2 separate regions of the Zea mays genome follow, and region 1 is linked to region 2. A link is a contact called in public Hi-C data. All regions are on one chromosome and are shown on one strand. The core of a region is the stretch at or near the end of the contact, and the rest is flanking DNA. Distances in the headings are between cores, read along the strand shown. Region 1 holds the start of LOC100382529. Region 2 holds the start of LOC103651782 (putative pentatricopeptide repeat-containing protein At5g59900).

Region 1 (4,424 bases), core at 1,036-3,535, 210 kb after region 2:
CACAAACATGGCCAACGGCATATGCTTGTTGTTAGTCTTGTGTGTTGTGTCAAATGTGACTACATCCCCAAAATCCTTGTATTCTGCACGCTGACTTGCATGACACCAAAAAATGCTCCGAAGCACATTTGTTTTTGGTTCAAAATCCACATCCCAGTAAAAGTATTCATTGTGTTCTTTGCACTCCCTAAAAAATTGGAACAGTTTATCCATGTCACCATCCCTCTCCTCCCTTGCTTGCTCAGCTTTCCTGTACCATAAAAGAAAAAACAAATGAAGATGCTGTTGTCAATATATCGCACAAAGATATGATGTCAGTTTTTTTTATGACCTACTTGTTATGGACATCTTTCTCTGTGAACGGCCAGTTTTGACGGCCTCCAAATAATTCTGACATTACATTCATTGCTGCCTGTGTTGGCACACCACTCTTTGACATGATTGCAAACAGGTCATCCAACGCTGCCTCCCTCTGCTTATGAGAATGCATATATCTCACCATCCTTGGTGAGGGTTCAAGTTTGTGATTGTGTGCTTCCTGAACATGATGAAAATACCAAATATTGCGCTTCTTGTCCTCCTTCACCTTCACATAAGCAGGGCAACCAATTCTCATCGATGTCTTATTTGTCATAGGCTCCTCATTCTCTTGACCTGGCTTCAGAAACCCCTCTCGGTTGTAAACCCAGTGTGTGGTTTCTTTACTAGTCCTTTTTGTCCTGACACTAAAACCAGCCAACTTTGCATAGTCAAGGTAAAAGAGGTAGGCTTCTTCTTTTGTATCAAATGTTTGCTGCACCCTGGGGACAAACACATCAAGTATGTTTGCATCCTGCAGGACAACACACAATCATGAGTTTTGCAATTAGAGGATACACATAGTTGCAATCAACAAGCAAACAACGTTGCAACTGGAACACAAACACACCATGCAAATGTAATCAGTGAGTAAAAACAGAGACTCAAGTTTGCAATTAGAGGATACACCTAGTTGCAATCAACAAGCAACAAACGTTGCAACTGGAGCACAAACAATGATTACAACTGTAATCAATGAGTAAAAACAGAGACTCAAGTTTGCAATTAGAGTATACACCTAGTTACAATTAACAAGCAAACAACGTTGCAACTGGAACACAAATACACCATGCAACTGTAATCAATGAGTAAAAACAGAGACTCAAGTTTGCAATTAGAGTATACACATAGTTGCAATCAACAAGCAAACCACGTTGCAACTGGAACACAAACACCCCATGCAACTGTAATCAATGAGTAAAAACAGAGACTCAAGTTTGCAACAAACGATGCAACAGAAAATCAACAAACCACGCACGGTGGAGCAACAATTTTTGACTGTTTTTTTTCTTACCGGATGGAACAGCTGGGCTGCATCCGGAGTGATCAGCGATCCAGGTGGAATTGAAGGCGGTGGCGTCAGCAACGTTTTGTGATGCAAGGGATCACCTGATCCGCCGCGTACACCCGCTCCCGTTGTCGCAATCGGAGACGGCAATATCAGATCAGCACCTCCAGCCACAACAATCGCCAAGGAATTAGGGGAGGAGCATCGAGGCGATTCAAGGTGCAGCAGCGACGGTGGGGCCATGGATCTAGGGTTAGAGGATCGGAGGAAGGAGGAGACGGCGGCGACGCGGTGACAGGGATGCGATCGGTGGCTGCGGGGTATAGGGTGGCGCGTGGTCAGGGAGGCGCGCGGCGGCGGCGGGGGGCAGGGAGGCGCGGGAAGGCCGAGGGCGCGATGAGGCTTGATGGGGTCGTATTTATATATTACGCCTGGGTGCATTCAATATAGAGAATGCACCCAGGTACATTTTAGTACTGTCGTATATATATATATATATATATATATATATATATATATATATATATATATATATATATATATATATATATATATATATATATATATATATATATATATATATATATATATAACTAGGCCGCACGGTGTCACGTAATATATATGGTTATATTTAATATATACATGTATAATATGGTTTATGAATATGGCAAATGTAGGATATAGTCGATTCGTTCTACTTTACTTTAAAACCAAACAAAAAAACAAATCGACTCTATTCTAATTGTCAAACACAGAATATAGTTATTCTATACTCAGAATCTGGAACAGAACTATTCCATCAAAATATACTCGGGAACCAAAATATAGGTTCGGTAATAGGTAAGATAGAAATAACGTTGTACGCAGCCGAAAAGCCCTAAAATGTAAAGATTCGTGCTGAGGGTGGATAAGGCGTCTTCGCCTCTTCGTCTAGTTCAGTCCAAAACTGCGCTGTGCGCTTCCCCTGCTTGCTATCTTCTCCGGTTCCCAATGTCCTCCTCCCTCCTCCGCGCCTCGCCCTTGTCCCTCCTCTCCCGTCTAAAGCCCAGGCCATCCGCCTTGCACCTCCGCCGCCTCCTCCCGCTCTCCACCACCTCCACCTCGGCCTCTGTCCCCGCGCCCCAGTTCCGAACCCTAGTGTCCGCGGCGGCCACCGATGCGGCTGCGACCCCGCCGGAGGAAGTGTCGGCGCCCGCCCCGGCTGGTGTGAAGGTAGAGAGGTTGCAGCCGCTGCAGTGGCCGCCCAGGGATGCGCTGTGCAGCGAGCTGGGCGCCGGGGACGCTGGGCGCAGGGTAAGGCTATGCGGCTGGGTTGCGCTACGCCGCGCGCACGCCGGGCTCACCTTCGTCACCCTTCGAGACCGCTCCGGCATGGTGCAGGTGAGTTGTTTTGTCCTCATGTCAGGACCGCATTAGTATCAGCTTTCTGTATTGCCGGCGGTATGCCTGTAGACTGTAGACCATAACGGTTGTAATGGTTGCAAGATGCTACAGTACATTGTTTCGTGATCGATTAGTTGTGTCTACATAGATGTAGCTGCTGCTTCCGTAAAGACAAACTCCGCAATCGATATTAATTTCACATTCTCTCTAAACCCTCCGTTGCTTGATGTGTGTTATCTGGAACAATTGTTTCATTGCTAAATTATTTGTGTACTGTTAAACGTTGCACTTGGCCCCCAGCATCATCGGGAAAATATCCTACGCAATCACTTATACTGGTGCAAGCGTGCAAGCAAACAATCTGGTTTATCCGATTTAGATCTAGGGGTTGACTAATATGCAAGCAGGTACTAGGTGTAAGCATGCAAGCATATATTTTGATCCGTTAGATTTAGATCCAACGGTATGTCATATTTAGTACTTAAACCCTTCCACCACCATCTGATATAGCTTTATAAAAAACCCCCTAACAAACCACAATTGTATTTACTGTTGTATATAGATCTAATGGACTAAAAAGTCTGCTTACACGCTTGCACCTAGTACCTAGAGATGTCAATGGGGACCCGATACCCGCTAACCCGTGGGGAATTCCCCTATTAGGGTACGGGTATGGGACAAAAATTGTCCCCATGGGTATGGATATGGGACAAAATCTCCACCCATTGGGTAAACGGGTATGGGTTTGGGAAGCAAAAATCCGAACCCGATTACCTATGGGTATTTCATACGTGTACACCTGTCCTGTTTGTATGAATGAGTTGAGGCTAAGCCGGCCACCAAGCCCAGCATGGCAGCGCACCAAACCCCAGGTCCTAGCCCAACAAAGCAACTAGCAGACTAGCAAAAAAATAAAACCCTAAAATAACCAGCCATACACTACGCCGACTGCTAGGAGCCTAGGACGACGGTGACGACCATGGATTCTCAGGCGTTAACGAACTCAGATGGTGACCAACTACTGCTCAATTGCCCTTATGGCTTATGCTAGCTACAAGCAGTTGAGTCGCTTGGGCTGCAATCACTTATTTGGTGCAAGCGTGCAATCAAACCATCCAGAGCATCCAATTTATATCCATTACCTGTTTGCATATTAGTCGTTGCCCTAAATCTAATGGTGAATGTTATTTTGTATTTAAACCCTTCCACCTGAAACCTAGTGTCTATTTTACATGTAACCATTTCCATATGAAACCGATGGATATAAATTGGATGCTCTGGATGGTTTGATTGCACGCTTGCACCAAATAAGTGATTGCAGCCCAAGCGACTCAACTGCTTGTAGCTAGCATAAGCCATAAGGGCAATTGAGCAGTAGTTGCTTCATGACAGATTGACAGTTGTGTCTGAATGACTTCTGCTCTGAAAATGTGTGCTTCTATAGCTGCTTACCTTTTGTTATTACGGGCATATATGATTCATGGAATGCTTGGCTTATGGTAAAAATCTTATGCATTGACTGTCATAACAATAATTCTTACAGGACTATTTATGTACATGCTGTGGTTGTTGATATTTATGTTGTTATATCAGATCATTGCTGGAGTTTTTATATGATACTGTGTAGTGTAGGTGACAGTGTTGCCAGAGTACCCAGAGGTTTACAACATAGTAA
Region 2 (4,742 bases), core at 11-2,510:
CATCAGTCATTTCCAATGCCATTTTTAGTTCATCAGTCCGACAAAGCCCGTAAACAAGAGTTCGGTACGTAACTTCATCAGCGACAATTCCTCTCCCCACCATATTGTTCTTCACCTCCACTGCCTCAAGAACACGATTGTTTCTGCAGAGACCATACATCAACACATTGTATGGCACAGCACTGCCCTTAACACCCTCACTTTCCATCCTCGCCAACAATCTCCTCGCGCCATCCAAATTCCTTATCTCACAGTAGGCCCGAATTCCGGCCGTGTAAACATACTCGTCCAAGGGAAATTTATATTGAAGCATTTCATCGAACAGGTCGCGGGCAAGAGCAAATTGCCGAATCTTAATGAGAGCAAAAAGTATCTGTGAAGCGGTGTATTGCTTCATCGCAATGCCGGACGAGAGAGATAGGCGCAGGACGGTGGCAGCGTCGCGGGCGCGGCGGATCCGGAGGTACGAGGAGGCAAGAAGCGTGGCGGCGGCGGTGGCGGCGCCAGGTCGGAAGATGGCGAGCGTGTTAGCGTGTGAGAGATACGAAAATGAGGAGGACGCGGACGGGGTGGATGAAGCGAGGGAGAGAAGCAGGGAGTCAGCGTGCGGGGAGGATGCCGAGGACGAAGGGGACGAGGAGAGGAAGGAGAGGGCAAGCAGAGAGAGGGAGACCGGGGAGACGAGGTGGGAAGGCAACAGGAGGAGAAACCGACGGGAAAGATCGGGCCGGCGGAGAGAGGCCGGGAGGATGAGGAGGGAAGAGACGTGCGCGGAGGTGAGGCGTTGGCGGAGCAGCGGCGCGGCGAGGGCGAACGTCCAGGTGGACGGCGCGGTGTGGTGGAGGATGTCGGCGAGGAGCTTCACCATACCGGAATCTGAGGTGGCGGGAGTGGATCGCTTTACCCTGCGCCCAGCGTCCCCAGCGCCGAGCTCGCTGCACAGCGCATCCCTCGGCGGCCACTGCAGCGGCTGTAACCTCTCTACCTTCGCACCAGCCGGGGCGGGCGCCGCCACTTCCTCCGGCGGGGTCGCAGCCGTATTGGTGGCCCCCGCGGACTCTAGGGTTCGGAGCTGGGGCGCGGGGACAGAGTCCGAGGTGGTGGAGAGCGGGAGGAGGCGGCGGAGGTTCACGGGGGATGGCCTTGGCTTTAGACGGGAGAGGAGGGACAAGGGCGAGGCGCGGAGGAGGGAAGACATTGGGAACCGGAGAAGATAGCAAGCAGCGGAAGCGCACAGCGCAGTTTTGAACTGAACTCGTCGAAGAGGTCAAGACGCCTTCAATCTTTACTGATGTACAATTTTCAGCAGTACTTGTGTTTAAACTTCACTTTATGAACAGTGTAAAACAGTAATTTTGGGTAAACTATTGATAGACGGTTGCAGATGGCCTAAATCGAAGTGGATAGAAAGCTACTGCTCACCAAACAGGTCCCTACCCGGCGACCGGCGCGAGCTTCAGCGATCCTCGACGCTATTCCTGATGCCTCTTTCGTCGCGTCGGCCCCTGCGGGCCACTCTAATGCCGCGCCAGCCACCTCAGATTCCGGTATGGTGAAGCTCCTCGTCGACATCCTCCACCACATCGCGTCGTCCACCTGGACGTTGGCCCTCGCCAAGCCGCAGCTCCGCCAACGCCTCACCCACGCGCACGTCTCTTCTCTCCTCATCCTTCCAACCTTTCACGTCGGTTTCTCCTCATGTTGCCTTCCCACCTCATTTCTCCTGTCTCTCTCTACGCCCGCCCTCTCTTTCCTGTCCTCGTCCACTTCCTCCTCGGCATCCTCTCCGCACGCTGCCTCCCTACTTCTCTCCCTCGCGTCATCCACCCCGTTCGCGTCCTCCTCGTTTTCGTATCTCTCACACGCTAACAAACTCGCCACCTTCCGACCTGGCGCCGCCACCGCTGCCGCCACGCTTCTTGCATCCTCGTACCTCTGGATTCGCCGCACCCGCGAGTTGCCACCGTCCTGCGCCTATCTCTCTCATCCGGCATTGCGATGAAGCAATACACCGCTTTGCAGATACTTTTTGCTCTCATTAAGATCCGGTAATTTGCTCTTGCTCGCGACCTGTTCGATGAAATGCTTCAATATAAATTCACTTGGACGAGTATGTTTACACGGCCGAAATTTGGGCCTACTGTGAGATAAGGAATTTGGATGGCGCAAGGAGATTGTTGGCGAGGATGGAAAGTGAGGGTGTTAAGGGCAGTGTTGTGCCATACAATGTGTTGATGTATGGTCTCTGCAGAAACAATCGTGTTCTTGAGGCAGTGGAGGTGAAGAACAATATGGTGGGGAGAGGAATGTCGTTGATGAAGTTACGTACCGAACTCTTGTTTATGCGTTTTGTCACACTAATGAACTAAAAATGGTATTGGAAATGACTTATGACATGAATAGTCTGCACTTTGTGCCATTAGAGGCTAGTTGCTAGTTTATGCTTGATGGGCTACGAAAGAGAGGACACATCGACAAGGCCTTCGGATTAGCTTGTCACTTGGGTGAGTTGGGCATGGTGCCAAACCTGTTTGCATGTAATATGAAAGTCGCATAGAGGGGGTGAATAGGCGAAACCTGAAATTTACAAACTTTAAACACGCTCTATGCTCGGGGTTAGGGTTAGGAATAAATTCGGAGTACGGAAGATTGTTCCTCTTGCTATGAGTTGCTCAATCAATGCGGATAACCTTGGGAGCAAACTCAAATCGACATGAGCAAGGGAACTTTAGAGAGAGAAGAGAGGGGATAAACAAATCGAGTAGAAATCAACACAAATGAACGCGGTGATTTGTTTACCGAGGTTCGGTTCCAAAGAACCTAGTCCCCATTGAGGAGACCACAAAGACCAATCTATTCCAACCCTTTCCCTCTCTCAATCGGTCACATAGACCGGTCGAGTTCTTCTTCTTAATCACTTGGGTCACTAAGACCCCGCAAGGATCCCCACACACTTAGGTGTCTCTTGCTAGCTTTACAAAGCAGTTAAAAGAATTATAATGAGAAGGAGAAAGCAATCCAAGCAACAAGAGCAACAAAGGAAACACAAAACACCCTCTCTCAAGTCATTAAGCACTTGAGTTGATTTTTGAGGCTAGGAGGGGATTTGATCTTTTGAATGTGTCTTGGAGTGAATGTCTTTGCTCTTGTATTGAATGTGGAGTTCAGAAAACTTGGATGGCTTGAATGGAGGTGGTTGGGGATATTTATAGCCTCCAACCACTTCCTAGTCGTTGGCTGACTTTACTATCGATGAGCACACCGGACAGTCCGGTGGTGCACCGGACATGGCACTGCTCATTGTTCGGTGCGAGCCACGTCAGCAGATCGTTGGGGTTTGGAGCAGTTGACCGTTGAAGTCCTTTGTCCTCTTGCGGCACCAGACAGTCCGGTGCGTTCTGCCTTCGCTGCTCTGACTTTTGACTTGCACACTGTTCATCTGACATCGCAGTCGACCGTTGAGCGCAGTTGATTGTTGCTCTATTGGTTCACCAGAAATGTCTGGTGCACATCGGACAGTCCGGTGAATTATAGCGGAGTGACTATTGATAAACCCGAGAGTGGCCAGTTCGTGGGTGCCTTGCCCTGGGCACCGGACAGTGTCCGGTGCGCCACTAGCAGCACCAATGCTTGTCTTTGCTCCAAACTTTGTTGAGTTCCCAACTTATTTTCTTTGTTGGTTTATGTTGAACTTTATGCATCTAAGATAAATGACAACTAGGCAAACTAGTTAGTCCATGTGGTTTGTGATGGAAGTTAACCATCAAAATGGATTATAGGGAATGTTTTAAGCCCATTTCCCTTTCATAATGCATTGATCGATAGACTGTGCAAGGATGGAAGATATAGGGAGGCTGAAAAGCTCTTCAAAGGGATGGTAGACAGAGGTCTAGATCCAAATGAGGTGTCCTATGCTATAATGATACATTCCCTATGCAAGAGGGCTATGATGGATGATGCAATTTGCATGTTTGATAGGTTGATGGAGAAGGGAATCAGAATGACTATTTATCCATACAACTCTTTAATTAATGGTTACTGCAAACACAACAATCTTCAGTAGGCAAGAGGTCTTCTAAATGAGATGGTTGCAAAGGGATTGAAACCAAGTCCAGTATCATATTCCCCTCTTATAGTCGGTTTATGTTGGAAAAGGGATCTAGCCAGTGCAATGGAGCTCCACAGGGAGATGACCAGGAATGTTGTTTCTGGGAATGTATATACATTTACAGCTCTTATCAGTGGTTACTGCAAGGATGGAGATATGAATGAAGCAGCTAGGTTGTTTCATAAAATGGTGGAGAGTTCCCTAGTGCCAAATGAAGTAACTTTTAATGTTATGATAGAAGGGTATTGTCGCGTAGGCAATATTAGGAACGCATTCTAGTTATATGACCAGATGGTAGATAGGGGCCTAACACGTGACAATTACACTTACAGGTCACTGATAACACTACACGACGGTTGATCTTTAGCGAGCCTTATTTGGGACCGACGGTTGGTTGCTAAAAGTTATGGACCAACGGTTGGTCGCTAAATGTGTTTATAGCGACGGTCTGTGGGTCGCTAAGAGTCTAGAAATTTAACGACTTATGGTCGGTCGCTATAGAGGTAAATGTGTGACTGATGGTGGGTCGCTATAGGGGTATGTGATTTTTATGTTTCTTATATACTCACCAAAGCCCATCTAAAGGCCTACTAAACAAACAAACGAACCCTATTCCACGCTCAAGCTGCTCTCA

The links. Hi-C and Micro-C count contacts between places; a contact is called where the count stands out from the background.
Region 1: a Hi-C map of ear shows a contact between it and region 2, with 3 times the contacts expected there. The contact joins the promoter of LOC100382529 here to the promoter of LOC103651782 in region 2. A contact is called at or near these places in 7 of 25 Hi-C or Micro-C datasets (ear, leaf and tassel).

The regions. Positions count from the first base shown.
Region 1 is chr3:16,309,177-16,313,600 of Zm-B73-REFERENCE-NAM-5.0, forward strand. It overlaps LOC100382529, which reads left to right and starts at 2,286. Exons shown (of 15, transcript NM_001175266.1): 1 at 2,286-2,746; 2 at 4,382-4,424. The coding sequence starts at 2,357. It overlaps LOC103651790 (protein FAR1-RELATED SEQUENCE 4-like), which reads right to left and starts at 1,609. Exons shown (of 7, transcript XM_020550723.1): 1 at 1,373-1,609; 2 at 336-832; 3 at 1-250. The coding sequence starts at 1,609.
Region 2 is chr3:16,104,176-16,108,917 of Zm-B73-REFERENCE-NAM-5.0, forward strand. LOC103651782 (putative pentatricopeptide repeat-containing protein At5g59900) reads right to left here and starts at 1,261. Exons shown (of 7, transcript XM_035966155.1): 1 at 1-1,261. The coding sequence starts at 1,198.